Linked DNA regions of Zea mays: all the other regions are linked to region 1. A link is a contact called in public Hi-C data. All regions are on one chromosome and are shown on one strand. Each heading gives the region's core, a stretch centred on a gene start, on an enhancer-like site or on the middle of the called end of the contact. The rest is flanking DNA. Distances are from core to core; before and after follow the strand shown.

Region 1 (3,571 bases), core at 283-2,782:
GAGCTAAAAGGACCCCCTACCTGGCTATTTCTCACTAAAGTTTGAATGTATTGATCTATGTAGTGCCTGTAATCAGGTTATCTTTAATTAAAACCAACATACCCAACAGATGTTTTCAGGTTTGAATGCAAGCCGCCACTTCACAGCTGCTTTCATCATTTTACTAGCTTTCTGCACATTCCAGTTCCTTGCTCGAAGAAATCTCGCTAACGAGGCATCTGAAAGGAAGTCTTTAATGGCTGCTGATGAGTGTTCACCAAGCTCCTTGCGTAATTCATTTATCTGCTCACAGAGACACAGTGCAGCAAGTTAGAACTTACTAGAAAGTGCTTAACTAAATCCCAGCAGAGATGTCTAGGTAAGGTTGTTCTTACTTTTTCTCGCTGTTCTTCTGGGGATGGGATTTTTTCAGTGGTGCCGCCATTGCTAGACTTGAATAGAAAGGACATTAGAGTAGCTTGAAGGAGGCAACTCCACTAGATAACTGCAACCCGTGCATAAATGCAATTAGAAGAATGAACATACATAAACCAATTTCAATCGTCTACTCTGCAAAAAGTCAAAAAGAAAAGCTACCAAAATAACATAATCAAAACTTAACAGAACTATTAGAGCGGTGGCATTCAGGTAAATAACATAACGCAAAGATCTATATAGCCTTGCCCTCATGGCCTCCAGCTGATAATTGATTCAATGCCAAGATTGGGCCATCAAACATCGAAAGCTTCAAAATGGGGAGGCCATTAAAAGGGTGTTTGGCATGCTCCAGAGCAAAACTCCGAGGGAGAGCTGGTCAGAGCCAGCTAGACACTTTGAATCCAGAATTGCAAACCTCCTTTGCTTCTCTGAAATCCTTAAAACACAACCTAGACATAGAGTTTGAATATGTTTACCCACCACTGTCGCTGGTTATGAGAAATGAACTAGATTCTGGGTAGAGCTGCTCCACCCAGAGGTTTTGTAGCAGAGCTGCGTAGAGTGGAGAAGAGTCATGCTAAACAACCCTCTAGGGCAGACCGGCAGGCCACTAAATTCTAGTGAGGAGTCGATAGCATCCATGACGTATGGGAGTGGACTGACAGAGCAGCAGCCATCACGATGTGAATGCAACGATCGCAAAATCGTAACACTGTCAGGGGGTAGTGTAAATCGGCCGACGTACAAGCTGTTGGCCCTCTCACGAGGTAGGATCGGATCTGGACGCGCTTCACACCGCCAGGTCGAGGTCAAGTTGACGCCACGCGGTTGTGCAGCTCCCATCTTCCGAGAGCCAGCACGACCAACCACCGGAGCTAGAGGAGGAACGGATCGAAGCCTCACCTCATCACCTCACATCCAGATGAACCCAACCCCGAGCGATCTTCTAAGGAAGAAGTGAAGCGGCCAGGAGCAGGAATCTAATCTCACCCGCCAAACACGGCGCCCAAACCCCAACCCGACAACAACCGGGAATTCGCAGTGGCCGGACCCCGATCTCCGAGAACGGCGAGGCGGTACGAAGGAATGAAGGGTGGGAGATAGAGGCACGAACCTGGTTCGCTTCCGTTCCGCCGCCCGCGTTCGTGGGAGTGGCGGCTCCGGTAGTGACGGAAATGTAGCGGTTGAAGGTCTGGTGGGGTTGGGAGTGGAAAGTGGGGACCGGGTGGGGTGGGGTGGGTGGGTGGGGTGGGGAGGGCGACTGCGCGGGGCGGGGCGGGGCGGAAAGGAATCGGGAAAAGGGTGTGGAAAAGAAAAGAAAAGGAAATGAAAGGAAATAAAGGGTACCGTATGTTTGGATCTCTGAAAAAAAATAGATCTGCAAAATTAAATCTGGATTTACAATTTAATATGTAGCAGCTCCAACAGTGAATCTGATATCTATTGTAGAACTATTTGATAAATATAACAGTTTCAGATTTATGCAAGGACAATTATATTAGAATTATATATTTTAGCTTTAAGATGGACCCCACATCTTGTTTCTTCCTTCTTCACTAGCTAAAACGAAAAAAAAACATTCAGAAAGTCACGACGCACTGTCAAGGCGCGGTGAGCCTGTCAGACAATCAACAAGAGGTGAACGGTAGAGCGATGTTGGGCACGCTTGAGGACACAGGGATGACGACGACGCACGACCTCCCAGGGTAGGGCGTGGCCGATCAAGGACGACCGGTGACGTGTGGCCGCCCGAGGATGTGGATAGTGGAGAGAAGAAACAATGAGGAAGAAAAAAAATAACGGAACTGTACATAATACTACTTAGATGGCAGTGGTGGTTAATTTTTTCTTCATTCTATTAAATTGAGGTTAGCGTATCGAAGGAGCTTCATTAAAATAATAAATGTCTTTAAATTTGCTTTTTTAGTAAATTCGAATTTTTTCCTTATGTTTTTTTACAGTGTTTTTATCTTTATAGATTGCAGCTGCTGGTTTTAATCCGAAACGAACAACATATTTATACACGTAGACTGTTCGACTAATGTTGTTTTCAGACGATGAAACTGTTACAAACATATGTTCGTGAGAGACGGTGGAAGGTCGCCGGCTCACCGCCCGGGCGCGTGGAGACGGAGGCTGGTGAGTGCTGGACTGCTGGTCTCAGGCGGTGGTCCGTTGGCGCGTATGTCACGGCTCGCGTGAGGATGCTGCCGCGCGGCGAACATAATCTTGGCCGTGCACCGGGGGGCCAGGTTATGAGGACGTGGTTGGGTATTCAACTACTATGTCCTCTAAGCAAGCAATACAAGGATATTTTTCCAACGGAACACGGTGTGTTTATGGGGAAAATATCCTATGCAATCATTTATCCTGGTGCAATCATGCAATCAAACGATCTGGTGCATCCGATCTAGATCTAATGAACTGTTATTTTATATTTAACCCCTTCCACCTAAAACATAATACCTATTTTATTTTTAACCCCTTCCATATGAAACCGTTGGATCTAGATTGGATGCTCTGGATAGTTTGATTGCACGCTTGCACCAAAATGAGTGATTGCACAGGATATGTCCTCGTGTTTATGTACGTGCTTAGGCATGTACAATTTTGAGACAGACGCTCGGTTTTTAAAATACATGAGACAGTTAAGAAACTATATAAAACAACCATGAGATTCTAAACTATAAGTACAGTTAAAAGACAATATGTATAAAAAGTCGTGTGAAAACGGGCTCTTTACGAAGAACCCTTCTCTTATTTTTTTTTCAGTTAGCCCTCTAGAGACCTCTCAAGAGCCCCCTCATTTAATGAAGTTGTACATGTCTTAGGCTATATTTATTTCCTTCTAAATTATATAAGTTAGATTATAGTGAAAGAGTACAAGAATAAAAACTTGAAGGATCTGGTGAAAGGGAAATAGTGTCAAACATTTTCCTAAATGATTTTGGTGGTTGAATTAACCAACACAAATAATTGGACTAACTAGTTTGCTCTAGATTATAAGTTCTACAGGTGCCAAAGGTTCAACACAAACCAATAAAAAGTCCAAGAAAGGGTTCAAAAAGAAAGGAGCAAAACCAACCGAAGGCTGCCCTGGTCTGGCGTACCGGACTGTCCGGTGTGCCACCGGACAGTGTCCGGTGCAACAGGG
Region 2 (3,571 bases), core at 600-3,099, 260 kb after region 1:
AATAGTGACGATGAACGAACGATGAATAGGAACTATGAACGAACGATGAATAGGAACTATGAACGAACGATGAACGATCGGAATTTCGGCAGCATAACGGCAGGAAAAAGATTATTTGGACGAACAAACGGACGAACGATCGAATGATCAGACGAACGAACGATCAAAATTTCGGCAGCATAACGGCATGAAAAAGATTATTTGGACGAACGAACGGACGAACGATCGATCGAACGGACGAACGAACCATGAACGATCGGACGAACGAACGAACAAACTAAGAACAGGGGGACGAACGATCGAACGATCCTTGTGCTAGTGGGTGCTTGTGTGGGAGGTGGAGTGGGAGTGGGCGTGTGGGTGTGGGGGGGAGGGAGGGAGTTGCCATGAAATGGCTTGGGGTGGGATGAGAGGAGGCCCTTGCCCCTCTTTTTATAGCCATGGTGGGGGGATTAGGGGGAGGGATGAGAGGATTAGTGGGAGGATGAGAGGATTAGTGGGAGGATGAGAGGATTAGTGGGAGATTAGCATGGATTTGTCTTATATGAGTGTAATTAGCTTGTAGAGCTCAATGTATGACACCGGAGGCATACATATACGTGTGAGCATGAGGAAAGTTATGAAGAAAATATTTGTAGGGACTTCAAAAATGATTCTGAAGGTATTTCTCAGGAAGAAAATACTTGGAGATATATCGGTGGAATATTTGGGCAGTATTTCTGAAAGAGTTTGAGGGTGATCACCGGGGAAATATTTGTAGGATATTTTGAGGAGGATTTTAGAGACAATATAGACCACTATATTTTATTTGATGATATCAACTTGCAAACAAACATTTTAAAATGAAATTTGAAATTCATTTTGAATTTAGAGCAAGTTTGAGAAAATTCCAAGATTTGAATTTTTGGGATGCTACATGCATATATGTTTACACATTAGGTTGATAATGCCTTGTATCATATGCTTTTGGTTCACTCAGCTTTTCCAAAAGGTAGGGTTCATGTGTTGAGCACCATATGTGCCCCCTGGAGAGGTCAAATGGTCTGACTTTGTAGCTGGACATTCGGGCCGCGAATGGTCCGCTCATAGACACAGATGATCCATGGTTAGGTTAGATGAGGCGGATAAGCCCTTTTTCCGTGCGTGTTTATCCATTTAAAACCGTGGATTCTGTTGGCGAACGCGTAGGAATGAGTCTAGACATCCCTTATATTTATGAAGGTATACGATCGATTGTAGACACTAACAATCGAATCAAATCAATATATCTTCCGTTCCTTTACTTTTTGCCCTAGAAGTAGCCAGTAACGTAGTCTTATTTATCTCAATCCTCACATCTCTTTGACTCTACGTCATCTGAAGGCATCTTAGGTGGCCTGCCGACCCCAAGATAAACCCTAGTATCAGTCCTCTCTGACGGGTCCCTCCCAGTAGGCGAGGTCTAGGTGCTGTTAGCGAACGCCACGCTCCTGCGCACACGTGGATCGTCCGACTCGATGCAGCGAAACCTGCTCCTGCCGTCAGGTCGTGGACCGTCCGCACCGCCGCAGAGAGTCAAGCGAAACAAATCCCATTGATTAGCACTCAGATCTGTGCCAACAATTATATAATCAATGAGTTGAAACAAACCTGAAGTAAGTTAATGGATAGGTTTCAGTTTTAACGACAAATATACAATGGAGATATCAGATAGAAACGATGTGATGCATGGATATCTCGTTTCTAGCTTTCAACAAAAAAAGAATGTTCATTCACACCAGTTCAATGGTTCAATAGAGTGCTGACGGGTTCTCTCCCTAGAGAGAAAAAAAAAACAGTAGACACGGGCCTTTCGAACCGTGCTCAATCCAAAACGCCAAACGGCCCACGTGCGCCGCGTTTCCTCCATCTCCATCCGGCCATCCCACCTCCGCTTCCTCCTCCGCGCCGGCCTACGCGACTGCTTCCCTCTCTCTCTCGAGTCTCGACTCTCGACTGCGCCGCTACAGCCTGACGCGATGGCCTCGTCGGCGACGAGAGAGGTTCTCATGCTTGAGGCGCCTCCGCCGTCCGACCCCGCTGCGGGGCCCTGGCGCGCGGTGCCGGACGCGGAGGCCATTGACGCGCTGCCCTACATCGACGGCGACTACGGCGATGCGGCGGTGAAGCGGGAGGTCGATCGCCTCGTCGAGGAGGAGATGCGCCGAGGGAAGCGCAAGCCTGCAGACTTCCTCCGGGACCTGCCCCCTGTTCCCACCGCCGGATTCGAGGTACAGTTGCAGAGATTTCTTAGCCCCAAAGGTATATTGGGGAGTAGCTCGAACCCATTACGTTTTCTCCGCGGATGTTAGGGGCTTAGCATAAGGTTGCAGCTTCGTCGATGTTAGCAGGTGCGATCTGCGTTTAGGGTTCAAAGGAGGGTCGTGCGGGAGCTAGGGTTTGCAGTTGTAGAGGTCACAGTGAACCAAGTTAGCTGGATGGATTATAAATATATGTTTTCGTTATTTAGATTTTGTGGAGCTCTAAGGCTGAATCCAACCATTCCCCCTCTCAAATCCCCCTATTCACATTCTCTATTCATATTTAAATACCTCCCTCTTCCCTCTATTAAATTGGTTGGAGACCGCCTAAGTAAATTAACTTGGTTGGGTCAATGTATCTCTGCATTGTTTAGACTTTATAACTAATTAACTATTGCATATGAAATTGAAGTTTTAGTTGACAACCCCTTTACATTTTACCTGCGAACCATTTAGGGGGTGTTTGGTTTCTAGGGACTAATTTTTAGTCCCTACATTTTATTCCACTTTAGTTACAAAATTATCAAATATAGAAACTAAAACTCTATTTTAGTTTCTATATTTGTCAATTTATATACTAAAATGGAACAAAATGAAGGGACTAAACATTAGTCCCTAGAAACCAAACACCCCCTTAATTGGGTTGTATAATAGGTATAACATCTAACAGTCACAGTTTTGTGATCCGTTTCTGTAACAGTGCATGTTAAGCTGGGGCATCATGCTCTTGTAGTCTGTCTTTTGTTACAGTACTTTAGATGGACATCCTGCACAGATCAAGGATTTTTGTGCTAGATGTTTACTTCGGGCTCAGATAAAGGAATAATGCTCAGAAAAGGACCTGCTTATGCTTTTATTAGTTCGATGGATTGATTGATGTTTACTTCTGATGGATTTGAGGTTACACCTCATCTGGTCATGACACTGAGGTCTGAGGATCAAGCATTGACCATTTATGATGAAGTATGCATCTCTAATTGAAATTCAATATTGAAACATGACTTGGAAGTTTTTAACAGAATATTCTGTACTATTTAGTGAGCACTGTTATTAAACTTGGACCTTGTGAAGCTACTATCTTCTTTTTCATGTATTTCAATTCCATAGTCCATAGATATCTTAGATATACTTGATTTTTAACTATTGTGTCATATCAAAACCGGAACCTTGATCTGAATCAAGAAATCCGCAGGTTTTGACTGTTTGAAAATCTATGTGTGGTGTAATTAACGTAAAGTATGCTATCATTTTTTGTTTCAGAATCATCCTATGCTTTCTAAAGAATATGAACG
Region 3 (3,571 bases), core at 795-3,294, 170 kb before region 1:
CTTTTCCTCACACACACTCCTAGGCGGACCTGTTTAGTGTCACTTTCCTGATCATACAAAGTATACACGTCCCTGTTGAAGGAATCAAGACCTCTTTTGTTTCAGGATGAAAAGCGACAAGGCCATGGTCCACGGAATGGAAGGAAAGGACCACTCCACCCCAAAAGGAAGCTACACGTTGCACTGATTTCTACATTTGGACTCGTTAGCAATAACCACTTTGAGGAAGCAAAGCGAGGAGGACAACGCCCTACCAAATATGCCTATTGCTACTGTGGCATGGGCTGCCCCATCTGCCCCACAACGCGTGCTTCAGTGTGGGCTTCGCATCTGCAAGAGGTACTGTGGAATCGTGTGTCATGGTCATGGAGGATCGGTGTTTACCTAGACGCTGGAATCGTGTGTGCTTCTCAGTGTTGTCTATATCTCTATTTTTGTTAAAAAAAAATCGTATCCTCTAAAAGATTATTCTCTCTATATCTTTCTTTTCAACAACTTTTATATCTCGTCCTCCATATATCAAATATGACGTATTTTGCTTTAGATTTTTGTACGCACATATTTGTGTGTCCTCAAATACTTTATATATACTTTAGTTTTGTTTGATTCGCAGTCTAAATTATAAAAATGATTAGAGAAAAGAAGAGAGAGTCTCTGTGTATATCGAGGATAAAGGAGTGTCCTCTTCGGTATTCAGAGGTCGTTGTCGAAGATGATTCTTTACATAACATCCTTGGAGACTTTCTTAGAGCAAGACTAATAATATAGCTAAATGATAGTGGTACGGATCATTGCAACTTATCACTTAGCCTACTTGTATAGTACTCCTTTCGTTTCGTTTTAGTTGTCGCTGGATAGTGTAAAATTGAACTATCCAGCGACAACTAAAAAGAAACGGAGGGAGTAGTTAGTTCTTCACTAGTAACATATAGGCCACATGTCTATCATAATTTTTTTATCCCTTTGTCTAAGTTAATGATAAGTTTATAGTCCGTTTCTTCTCTCTTCTTTTCTCGCTCTTCCATCTCAACATTAGTTTGTTTAGTGTTTATTATTATAACTGTTCTTACTCGTGATGCATCCATCACGTCAAAACGAGAGAGAGATAAAAGTGGTCCAGACTCCAAACTTCCAAGCATAAACTGTGTACGGGCGGGTTTTTTTTGGTGGGGCGTGGGGGACGCTATTCTAACCCATTCAGGAATTGTTCGGTTAGAAGTGGATTGAGGGGATTAAAAGAGATTTAATCCCCTTCTATACAAATCTAAATCTAAATAGGAGAGGATTTAATCCGCTCCAATACCCCTTAAACCTCCTCAAACCGAACATGCCCTCATGGACTTTTTTAGGTCTATCCATCCATTCATAAATCCTAATCGAACTTGCCCTGATCTTGATCGGCCTGTACCTCGTAGCGCCCACACACACACGATCTCGCTCTATTTTTAGCTTGCGCTTCCAAATTCTAAACAACCTCAGACGAGATTCCCGACACTAAATTTAAAACGGAAAAGTAAAGTTAAAAAGAGCGCGTAACTGAAATTGAACCGCCGATCACATAATCGAATCGCCTGCAGCGACATGACAAGTCTGCCACTCGCTGGAGTGACAAAGTGCAATCGAGTATACTAAACTAACCTCATCCACCGCCGCGGCAACCTCCGGCGCCCGTGGCTGCAGCTCATCCTGCGGCGGGTCCTCCACTTCCGTGGTTCCCGGGGCGGTTTCAGGCCCCCACGGGATCACCCGGCCGAAGAGCTTGATCCCAGGATCCTTCTGATCCGACATCCTCGTCCTGCTCTGCTCCCGCCTGCGAGACCGACAGGAACGCAAGCCGCTGCTGACTACGCGCTCTCGAAGCGGCGAGAGGAAGGAACCAAGCTGGAGGAGAGAGACAGGCTGAGGCAGTAATGGATATAGTAGCGGGGTGTTGCGGAATTGGGGGAAAACAGAGGAATTTGAGATGGGGTACTAGCCTTAAAAGCGTTTCCTCCGAGGCTCCGAACCAAAAGCTCGTGAGGAGTTGCAAATACATCCCCACAGAAATGCAAAAATTGATATTCTGACATGGTACGAGAGATCTAATGATCCTTTCAAATCTAGCTTAAACAATTTTCCATTCAAATTTAAACATAGCTCAAACTTCAGAATTCCTTTACTGTCTGTATAATACTACCTTCGTTTTCGAATATTTGTCGTCGACTAGTTTATTTTTAACTAAAACATAACAAATAAAAAAAATAGATAGAATATCTATTTTCTCAATCTTCATCTCTCGAGGTTGATCGATTTTCAAAATTGTGCCACACGATGGAAAACCGAGGGAGAGTTGTTGCGGGATTAGGTTTGAATAGTTAGTAAGCTTTTTTAGAGGGGTTACTAAAACACATGCGTATGAATTTTAGTTTTCTTTTAGACAACTGTTATTGCATACATGTTAATTGTGCATCTGGTTTGTTGCAATTTATATAGGCATAAATTTGTTCCAGGAAATAAAAAATAGTTAAACACAACTATAAACCAGAAAAAGTCTGATCCATGTTGGCATAAATTAAAGATTGTTAACATTATTTCTATAGTCAGATAAGGATAAATATTGATTTATTATGATGCAACAAATTATAAAAAAACAATAATTTACTTATACTAGTCTGTATACAAGAGTGAAGTCTGAAATCATAAAAAAACTAAATACCACAAATATAGGAGGTATTTTTTAAATGTTCGGCCCGGTTTTGTAGTCTAGGATCGGGAATCGGGAAACTGGGATAGCTAAAGGTTGAGAAGTTATTTTTATGCTTGTGTTTATTCATGTACTTGCTTAACACTAGATCTTCTAAAAAATCACTTCAACTTTTTTTAAAAGAAAAAATCAACATGTTCGACCCAAGAATTTAGAAAAAAAAAACTAAGATGCTTGCATATGATGGTACGTACCTTTTCCTGGAAATTATAGGAGTTTAGAAAAGTTAAAGTTAAGACAAATCCAAAATGACGTAGTAGAGAGTCGGGTATGGTAAATCAGACGGTAATAGCTTTGGCATGGATCTTTAGAAAAAGAAACAGCTTTGGCATGCATTTGTAATACAAAAATACAACAGCAACAAATAAAAACCCTTGTACAAAACAACAACAAACAAAAGAAAACTAGGCCGTTACAAAAATTCTCCAGGGTCCAGGGGTGTATATGCGACTTGGCACTTTCTCTGGGGGCACGCAACGCGAAAACGACTGCGGCGCACGATCCGGTCTGCGATCGGGTGACGCCGTGCGCGGGGGGCAGCTGGCGTCCAGGTCAGCGGCGCGGGCGCCCGACAGCCACGAGTTTTCGTGGCTGGGAGGCCGCGCGTGTGACGTCAGCGCCGGGGCGGCATGCCGTGGGCGAATCTTGCGAAAAGCGGAGCGCAAAGGGGCGGCCACCAGCCCCCGCTTTTCCTACTCTTTTCGTCTTTCTTTTTGCTCCCTTTTCGGCGAGAGAAGAAAAAAAGCGGGCTGCACTGCTGCTCGCAAGTCGCATCACGTGTCACGTGCCGCTGTGCCTTTGTCTCCTCTGTTCTGATGGGCCCGAGTG

Evidence for each region. Hi-C and Micro-C count contacts between places; a contact is called where the count stands out from the background.
Region 2: a contact with region 1 is called in a Hi-C map of endosperm, with 3 times the contacts expected there. The contact joins the promoter of LOC100284614 here to the promoter of LOC100276317 in region 1. A contact is called at or near these places in 4 of 25 Hi-C or Micro-C datasets (ear, endosperm, leaf and 1 more) and 1 of 3 datasets of contacts at active chromatin or transcription factors (leaf).
Region 3: a Hi-C map of tassel shows a contact between it and region 1, with 3 times the contacts expected there. The contact joins the promoter of LOC100275712 here to the promoter of LOC100276317 in region 1. A contact is called at or near these places in 6 of 25 Hi-C or Micro-C datasets (bundle sheath, endosperm, leaf and 2 more) and 1 of 3 datasets of contacts at active chromatin or transcription factors (leaf).

What each region holds. Positions count from the first base shown.
Region 1 is chr3:40,362,704-40,366,274 of Zm-B73-REFERENCE-NAM-5.0, reverse strand. It overlaps LOC100276317, which reads right to left and starts at 1,532. Exons shown (of 6, transcript NM_001150133.1): 1 at 1,408-1,532; 2 at 375-484; 3 at 103-282. The coding sequence starts at 449.
Region 2 is chr3:40,107,894-40,111,464 of Zm-B73-REFERENCE-NAM-5.0, reverse strand. LOC100284614 (BCAS2 protein) reads left to right here and starts at 1,849. Exons shown (of 7, transcript NM_001317967.1): 1 at 1,849-2,249; 2 at 3,540-3,571. The coding sequence starts at 1,998.
Region 3 is chr3:40,535,204-40,538,774 of Zm-B73-REFERENCE-NAM-5.0, reverse strand. It overlaps LOC100275712 (cyclic dof factor 2), which reads right to left and starts at 2,044. Exons shown (of 2, transcript XM_020549614.3): 1 at 1,639-2,044. The coding sequence starts at 1,788.